3 separate regions of the Rattus norvegicus genome follow, and all the other regions are linked to region 3. The links are chromatin contacts, called in public Hi-C maps. All regions are on one chromosome and are shown on one strand. Each heading gives the region's core, a stretch centred on a gene start, on an enhancer-like site or on the middle of the called end of the contact. The rest is flanking DNA. Distances are from core to core; before and after follow the strand shown.

Region 1 (2,962 bases), core at 439-2,938, 940 kb after region 3:
CGGGAGAAAATAAGTCCAAAAATTACAAAGTGTTTGCTAGTTGAAAATGGGGAGACGACGAGAAAAATTCCTTGAAGTTTTCAGTATAAAACGAAAGTGCTCTGGTGAAACGCTGGTAATGCTGCTATCTGGAGCAAAGAGCTTTGGAAAACTGCCACTGAGCAGACTTTGAAAACTGGAGCTGCAGTGCCTCCTCCAGGAGAAAGAGGGCACTTGCAGGCTGGAAATTGTCTCACGAACAGCAGAGAACAGCAGAGTCTCTGGCAAAGCAAAGAAGGAGGAGCCAAAGAAAAAGCAGGTCCTCCGGGATGCTAGGGAGCCTCTGGGTGAGCTCAGATTAGTCACAGATAATTAGTGCCTTTTCATGTTCAGCACACTTTCTTCCCGTTCTCTCCAGAAATAGGCTGAGCTACTCTTCAGAGGGTATTTTATTTAAAAAGCGAAACAATTCCCAGCTTTGGAAGCAAGGGGCAGAGAGCAGGGACATCAAAAGGAATGAACGTTTCCACAATGTTTGCTTGTCTTAGGTGCCCCATCTAAAACACCTCACTGTTCTCAGGGTTCCACTATTTGCATTCACATTCGGCTCAGAGTGGTCAAGGAATCCCAATACAGCATTAAGTGGAAATGGAGTACAAATGTGTACCAGAACATGTAGCATCTAGTAGCTTCTCTCAGGTGGAAAATTCTGTGTCAGGAAGCCTGTCCACACCATCTCCTGTAATCACAACTGACTGCTGTAATCGCCCCATATACTCCTTGCTGAGTCAGACTCGAAACATTGTTGTTTCTTCATTTCCCTTGTGAGCAAATGTCCCTTCTCACATCCACACCCAATTACTCCGAGTTCTCCACATTTACTTCTACTATAGTCGTGTCTAACACAATAGGTGCACACATACTTTAAATTTTTCCTGATCAAGTGTGGTTCACAGTGCTAACATGCATTTTGAAGGGAATAGGCTAATCCAGTCAGGGTAAATTCTACCTAGCCCATGTAGAAAATGATTAAGAAATGAAAATGAAGTCTGAATAAATGGATGTATGAACACTTGGCATTTAGTAAACCTGCTTGGCAAGATTTTAGAAAATGTATTTGGAACTAAAGGCCAGGCACCTTTTGTACTATTTGAGAGTCAGGGAAGAAAGAGCTAGGTCACACAGGCTTGCCAAGAGTTGAGTCGCCCCTGCTGTATTATGTCAGTGTGGGTCTTCCACAGTGTAAGGAAGTTATCACTGTCCCTCCAACAGAAGGCTGCCAGTGACTTTCCGGCAATAGGGCATGCTTGCTTTTTGCTGTTTTCCAGCAGTCAAGAGGAATTGTTGTGAGCTGCCTTGGTGCCACCTGCCTGGATGAAAGAGACTCTAATTTGTCAACTGCTTAATAGAAAATTCACTCAGTGGGAAGCCAATTGACCATCCCTGCCTGGGATTAAACCAGCTACCACCTCACCATCTGCATAAAGATATAAACCAGGGCATGTGGATTAATGAGTTCACAGGCAGGGGACACTGGCAAGGGAGCACAAGTAAATCTGTGAATCTTGATTTGTTCCTCATGATGCCTTCTTCTCAAACGCCACAGCATGTGTGGGGAGTTGAAACGAGCAGCGTTGTCACGATGCAGCCAAGTCTGATTAGACAGCCCAGAATTCACTCTCCTGGTTTTCTGCGTGGGCTGCACACAGCGTGAGAGGGGATGAGAGAAAAGGCTTCATGGCTGGAAGACAGCTACACTTGAGAACAACACAGCCCCGCCTGACAAGCCTTCGCTCATCCTGGGAGCAAAGGCAGACTCTGCGGAGGCCTGGCTTTTCTCAGCAGCAGCTGGACACGGCCCACACTATGTCCTTGGTCATAATCTTGTTCTACTCTGTCTCCTCTCCTTCCATGCACTTCCTTTCCTTTCCTTTATTTCCCTTTAGTCTCTTTTCTTTTATGCGTTCACATTTTACAGGCATTAACCACTTCTGTTTCCTAAGACCTTTAAGGAACAGCAAACTCTTGTGCTCACATACAACATTTCACATATTAAACATGTGCCCTCTCCATGCTCTGATCCTCTGGATCTGATCATCTCTGAGCCTGGGGGATCCTTTACAGTTCCTAAATGCTGACTGACTGAACGGGAAAACATTCAAGCAAAGGAACAAATAAACCAGCGCACGAGAGTTATGGCTCAGCACTGCCCTTGGTGGGAGGGGACAGTTTCTGCAATCGCCTTTGCTTGTTTCACTCAGAGCTGTCACAGAAAAATATTCAAAAGGACTATGCTTGACTAAAGGACATTAAAAAAAATACAGTGGTGGCAGTGATTCAAAGGACTGGGTGGTATAGTATTGCAGATGCTGGGGTGACTTACAAGCAGAGTGACTCTAGTGCAATCACATAATCATTCTTAGCATTTACTGGGCCATAAATGAATAGGCCATCCCTTGTGGTTGACACAAGAAGTAAGTGAAATATGAAGGTGAAACACAGGATGCTGTATCAGCCATTCCCAAGCATATAACAAATGGGACTGCTCATGGTGATGAAGAAATTACAATGGTGCTATTGGTTACTGGTATTTGCTACTAATGTGCAACATTGATTTTAAAAGTTTGCAGAACTGCTGAGATAATTGTATAACCCAGGTAGACATATTAGATATGTTATAAATATCCAATTTACTAATGGATGAAAAATTATATCTGAATGCCTTATTTGTACAACGTTAAGTATGCTAAAAACTATACATGTTAGGTTGTTAATTCCTATGCCTTTTTTATTTAGCATCTTAATTTCTATAAAGTGCACTGAAGAAACTGCTTGGAAAAGAAAGTTTGCTGGATGTGACATTAATCTCTCAAGCAGAAAATTGGGTTTATTTTTTGCTGGCACCACTGACATTTGGGGCTGGATAATCGCTTGTGTAGGGGGCTGTTCTGGACATTATGGGATGTTTAACAATATACTTGTC
Region 2 (2,959 bases), core at 411-2,910, 590 kb after region 3:
AATCTAAATTTCAAATTTTTGTCTATATCTTGAAGTTCGGGTTATTAGTAAACAAGTCTGAACACAAGGTTCTTAAATGTAATTCCTTTTTTACCACTAGTGTGAAAACATCAATGTGTTATCTGCTATTGTTTTGCCTCCTTGTGTGTTGGGGGTGGGAACTTGCCAACTGAAGAAGTGATGTTCTTATAAAATTGAGTTAGACAAAACGGATAAAGTAGGAACTGACATGCTTTATTGGCATTACTGAAATGATTTAGAAATAAAAGGAGTTTCTCGTTTACTCAATGTAACTGTTTTAAGAATTATACTGAGAAAAACCAGTTATAATGGTGGTAGAGTTTGCTAATAGACGTTCTAGAATTGTCATTGAAAGTAAAGCCTCATTTAGGCAAACTGTGTTACTAAACGCTGCATAGGTTTTTGAAGCAAACAATATGTGAAACATCATGTTTGTAGTTTGTCGCTAACTTTATGTCCCATTATTACTCTTCGGATGTTATATAAGAACGACTGAACACAAAATGACACCACGTAAAACAGATATCGAGGACCTTGTGTTGAAGGAGTTGGCCAACAACTGGAGCCCAGAGCCTGGGAGGAGGCACGTGTGGGGTTGGGGAGGCGGTTTCCGAATCACCTGGAGCCTCTTGCAGTTGACAGCTCTGACTTCCTGGGTTCCTTTTATCACCCAGGGGAGATCTGACTACACGGACCATCTAGTCCCCTATGGGCGTCTCTGGCTAGCGCCAGGCTCCCATCTGCGGAAGCCCACACCCGGTGTTCTCCGCAGGGTACGGGGGAGTCACCTCGGGAGCCAACTCAGCAGCTGCGAGGGCGACAGAGAGAACAGCCAGGGCTCCCATTGTCACCCTAGCAGTTCAAAGGCGTCCCCTCCCCCTGGTGGCGAGGGGATCAGGGGATGGGGGGGCTATAGTACCCTCCTCCACCACCCCGGGCTCTCCGTTCAACTGGTGGGGCAACCGGTCTCTCTGAGTCTCCTGGGAGGCCACTGGGAGCTATGTCCTGCAGCCGCCGCACCTGACTGCCTAACCGACCTCCGGGCTGGGCGAGCCTCCAGCAGCAGCGGCGGACTCCCAGGCTCCAGGCATCACCGCGGCACACGCCCTCCCGGCGCAGCTCCGGCCGAGTGCTACCCCCGGGGCGGGAAGGCGGGAGCGCGACCGGCCCACACCTGGCCCGCGTGTCTGACAGAAGTCGGGCGGCGGGCACGCGCGCTGGCCCACGCACGCGCACAGGGCTCGCGCGCACCGGCTGCCGGCCCTGGGGGCGGGACCGCGCGGCGGCGAGCGGGGCGGGGGGCTCGTGGAGCGCGCGCCCCGCACCCGAGGGCTGCGGAGAGATATTTTGGGTGGCAGGAGGCCCCTCGTCATTTCCGCCGGGCGGCTCGTCGTCGTGCCGGGGGCTCCACTCCCGCGCGCCAGGCGAGCGAGCGGGCAAGTTGGCTGCGGCCGTGCGCCGGCGTCTCTTCCCTTCCCCGCCGCGACCCTCGGCGGCTCGAGCCATGAACTGAAGCCCCTCGGGACGCACACCCCGGGCTGAGCCGCGGACGCTGCAGCTGCGGTGGCAGCCTGGGCTGGGACAGAGCCGACCCCGGCGCGTTATCCCGGCCGGCCGGCTGGCCGTCGCCGCTCCCACCGCGGCCGCCTCCGACGCTCCAGCCTCCGGACGGACACACAAAAGCCACCCTCTCCCTGTCGCCCACCCCAGGAGGCTGCGGCCGGCCACTGACCCCACCTGAGGGCGCAGCGGGCTGCGGACTTGGCTTTCTGTCCGAGCTCCGCGTCCCACGCGGCACCAACCCCGCCGCCCATGGCTCTGATAATGGAACCAGTGAGCAAATGGTCTCCGAGTCAAGTAGTGGACTGGATGAAAGGTAATGCCCTCTGTGGGGAAGGAGAGGCGACACTAGGGCGCAGGGTCCCGGTACGAGGGAGGGACACCCGACAGGGCATAACCCGTCCTGGGAGCTTTCAACCGACTGCTGAGGTCCTCCCTGGGGATGGCTAGGGGTCCTCTGGCTCTAGCAGGGACTCGGGGACCCTGGTCTCCTTTTGTCTTCAGCCTGGAGGGGCGCGGGGAGCAAGAGGGCGGCGGGCGCCACCTGGTTGAAGCTGGAAGCAGGGCGGTGGAATCCCCGCGCAGCTTCCCCACTTCACGCTTCCCTCGACGCCTTCGGGTTGAGAGGACGCGGCGACCCTTGTTTCCCTGCTAAGGGAGGAGCCCTTGGGACCTATTCTCCTGGTTGTCCCTGCATCAGCCCCTTTGTTCCTGGAAACCCGAGGCCCCTTCTCGGTCTTGCCCTGCCAAGTGCCTTCCCCAGCGCCAACTCTCCTGGCAACTTTTAAGCCCGCATAATGGGGTCAGGATGCAGTCGCTCTGGTTGGAAGCTGGGAACCCCCTCCATGATGGGCTGACGATGGTCGGGAAGGGGGCGCGCTACTTTGGGGTAACATGCTTCCCTTAGGACAGCATCCAAGCTGATATATGTGGGCTCCCTCCTGCGCACCCCAGCATGTCCTTTGCTTTTCTAGGTTGAGGTCTGCGATGTTTAAACCTCTCGCAGCTTCTTGTTAAGGGTCCAATGTTAGGTTTAAAGTAATGCGCATTCAAATATTCTCCTTTCTTCCATATTGAAGCCCCCCCTCCACCCCCGACAATCTCTAATGACCAGTTTCAAACCTTCGCCCTTCTCCTAGTCACAAATGTGGGCTTTTTCTCTAGTCTCTTGGCTTTCCTGTCTCACTATCTCCCTCTGTTGTCTGACTTGAGGGGCTTGTTAAGGACCTCTCCAGTCCATCCTCAGACTGAACTCTAAGGGGATACCTACCTTGGAATAAAAGATTCTTGGACATGCTTGGAAAAATGCTTGGGGAATATGAGAGTTCTGCTTGAGTTCATACCTGAGCAGGGAAACTTAAGATGTGCTTCAAGCCTT
Region 3 (3,331 bases), core at 127-2,626:
AAGTGTTGTCTTGTGGTTAAAGAATGACTATTGCACTCATGAACTCACAGTAGCTGGAGTTATTTACACAAGACCTACTTGTGATCGAGCCAACCACACTCCCAGCATAGTAGACAAGACCTACACAAGATCAATTCAGCCAAACTCCCAATATAGTTAGGGTAGACAGTTTCCAACTGCACTCAGTGTAGAAGCTGTTATGAGTGGATAGTTGTTGGAAGGCATCATTCTTCTTTGAGTATGTAGTCACCTGTTGGATTCCCTTGCTCCAGTGGATGTTCCACACCCAAGCACTAACCAGACTTAGTGGTTTATCAGAAAATATGAAGTTGGGATGGAAGTGTGTTGAGCATGAAATGGGGGGGGGATTGGAAGAAAGAAATGAAGTGTAGCTATGGTCATATTTCATGTATGTGATCATATTACAGTGTGAAATTTTCAAAAATAAAGAAAAATTAAAACCCTCAATAAATATATGCATGTGTTTTTGTTTGCTGGTAATTGTAACCTACATAACATATTGGGAAAGACTCAGATCATCCTTGTTTTAAGGTAAAAATCCATGTTTTGCATCTCTCCACAGGTAAATCAACAAAAGACCAAAACCTTGACTTTTAGCATGTAAGGCAAAGGTGTCTCACCTGAGCAAAGGCAAGTGGCTGGTACCGATAAGGAAAGAAGAGGACAAGTGGATCGTTTTTCCCTCCTTTATATATTGACTTTGTTTTCATCCTGTGTCTTTCTTTGCTACTTCTTCCAACTGTAATTAGAACTTCTGTAATCAGAGACCAATACAACCTTTTCACTCAGAAAAGCCCAAATCAGTACAAAGAAGATGCATAGAAGACGATAATAGTATGCTGTTTGCTCTTCTTTGACTCCGTCCAGTTCCAGCTTCCTTCTAGATGCCGGTATCTGTATTTCTGGACATGAGGACATTTTTTTTGAAACTGTAAAAGCAGATGGCAAATAGCAGTGAAATAAACCCTTTACGTTCACATCAGTAGCCCTAAGCCAGTGGCTGCCAGAATTTGGGTATCTATTTCCAAAGAATTATCCCCCATAAAATGGGATAACCATGAAGTATATATTTTGTATTGATTCCTAGGGGTTTCTGTAGGGATTTCATTTCAGTTGCTGCTGTGGTGGTGGTATTTACAGTGTATCTTTTCCTTGAATATTCTCCTTCCCTTCTCTGAAGTTTTCTATCACCATTCCATCAGTGGTCTCTGTGTCAATCACATAAATAGAATCCTGATTCTATAACCTTGTCTCCTATCTCCAAGTAAGAGGGACCCTTAGTTTGCCCTCTATCCCATCTTCTTGATGATGCTTGTATTTGATCACCCCTTTGATCAATACCACTACTCAACTGTAGTGTGTGGGGGGTTATTTCTTTAAAGTAACATTTTAAACTCTGTTTATTGCTCCATTGCTTCAGAGAGGATTTTATGTTTCAAATATAGTGGCATTTCAGTAATTATTTGGTCTGCTTCTGCTTTTTGACAATGAATAAACTGTTTTTTTCCTCAGGATACTTGAGAATGGCTGGGAACTGGATATTAAGACCAACTCTGGCACAACAAACCTTCCACTGTTGCTTGTGAAGAACTCTAACAAAGGTAGGATAATATGCAGCAAAATTATTTGCTTCTTTGAGCTGGCAAGGAATATAATTAAAATAAAGAACTGACATCTTATGTGACAGAGTCTGAGTAGGAAGCATAGCATTTATTACCTCCTGTTCGCTAGCTTTTCTTTGGAGGATAAAAAAGTCAGCAAGATTTTATCTTGGATGACGCCTACTCACCTGGCTTGGCTTAAGCTAAAAAACATGAAAATGGTGGGGTGGGAAGTAATAGACCAGATATGCAATTTGGCCATTTATGGCTTAAACACTAAAACTAAAATTTATTTTCTCAAAAGAGAGATGATCTGGAAATCTGCCTTATACATTAAAATCTAATAGTGGCACAAATTCTATTACATATGTTGTGTTGTTCTCATCAGTTCTTGGGGGTTCTGTCAGGAGAACCCTGGAGTTGAAACTCACTCAAGGTACATCCAGATTCTTAGGAACAACACAATTGTTTGAATCAGAATATATGTAAGCCATCAAATTGATTCTAAGAAATTCTATTTTATCTTGTAATTATTTTTTTATCTCCCATAATTATTCCTAAGGAGAGGCTCTATGAGAATATTGCCCAGACTCACCATGGAGGAGAAAGGATAAAATATGCTAAACTTTGGAGTCGTACTAAAGAATTCTCAGAACTTAAGATCCCTCAAATCTAGTCCTCCTTTCAGACCACAGCATCCTTCCTTTCCTAAATACAGTCTCTGAGTAGGAGGTTCTCAATGTAGTACTGACGTAGGTGTGAATATTCAGTGTTTAAAGTCATGGGAAGCAACTTAAATTAAATTGCCTCGAAGTTTTTTAAGCTTTGAAATTTCTATTTTGGATTTTTTTCAAAAAGAGGGGTAAGGGAGAGAGAAACAGTTTGTTCACTGGGTATCTTTTGTCTACCCACTCCCCCAATTCCCTGGAATTCAATAATTCAGTTTTGGGGTACCAGCATAGCAAGTCTGTTAGTACTAGAGAAAACGTGCATTTGGTATGCTCTTTTGTACTGATGATTAGTGAAAGAAAACAACAACGCTCTTTTCAGCAAGGTCTTCTCCTATACAAAGGAGAGCTGCAGCCACCGTAGAGCAAAGCTATATTTATAGAGCCATGTTCTCTTGCAAGCTTGTGTGTGCAATCTGCTCCTGACCATCCCATCTGGCATGGACTGGAGAGATTCAACACTTGGGATTAGTTAAAGCAACTCAGTTCGTAAAATCATCTGAGGAATAAAAGATTCCACTATGATTTTCATGAATTTTCAGAATCCCCTTATCTAAGTTATTGATGTGTACTCATTTTAATGTCCACAAATGCACCAATGAAGGTATAGGATCTACAGGTGGGTGCTTTTAAGTTGAAACTGACCGTCAACCTATAAGCAAGTGTTGTTTTACTTTTCCTTCTAAATAACTAACTTATGTGAGTTTGAATCTTCTCAGTTGTTTTTGTTTATGTAACTCAGTGAGTGCAAATTTGTTCTGCTTTGTAAGTATGTGTCTAATGCTCATTTGGAAAGCGAACAGTTGCAGTACTAATGCTTGTCAATAGTGGGTGCTAAATGAATATTTGTGGAATAAAACACAACACTCCCCATTGTTTCTTAGCATTATATAGGTTTTTATTTTTAGTACTGCAACTATCATTTTATTTCATTAGCACAAAAAAATAGGGAATAAACCAATGGCCACTAATTCTATGTCC

The links. A called contact is a pair of places that touch in the nucleus more often than the background predicts.
Region 1: a Hi-C map of Schwann cells shows a contact between it and region 3, with 9 times the contacts expected there. The contact joins two enhancer-like sites. A contact is called at or near these places in 2 of 12 Hi-C or Micro-C datasets (Schwann cells and frontal cortex).
Region 2: a Hi-C map of frontal cortex shows a contact between it and region 3, with 3 times the contacts expected there. The contact joins the promoter of Cnksr2 here to the enhancer-like site in region 3. A contact is called at or near these places in 2 of 12 Hi-C or Micro-C datasets (Schwann cells and frontal cortex).

Annotation. Positions count from the first base shown.
Region 1 is chrX:41,072,858-41,075,819 of GRCr8, forward strand. The region is part of intron 4 of Smpx (small muscle protein, X-linked); the gene reads right to left. Among named protein-coding and RNA genes, the nearest start is that of Smpx, 33 kb to the right of the region's middle. Within about 2 kb of position 1,689, at least 19 of the 93 cell types and tissues checked have an H3K27ac peak or open chromatin away from gene starts, as enhancers often do.
Region 2 is chrX:40,721,558-40,724,516 of GRCr8, forward strand. It overlaps Cnksr2 (connector enhancer of kinase suppressor of Ras 2), which reads left to right and starts at 1,661. Exons shown (of 22, transcript NM_001113366.1): 1 at 1,661-1,897. The coding sequence starts at 1,834.
Region 3 is chrX:40,131,550-40,134,880 of GRCr8, forward strand. No RefSeq gene overlaps it. Among named protein-coding and RNA genes, the nearest start is that of Taf5l2, 290 kb to the left of the region's middle. Within about 2 kb of position 1,377, at least 5 of the 93 cell types and tissues checked have an H3K27ac peak or open chromatin away from gene starts, as enhancers often do.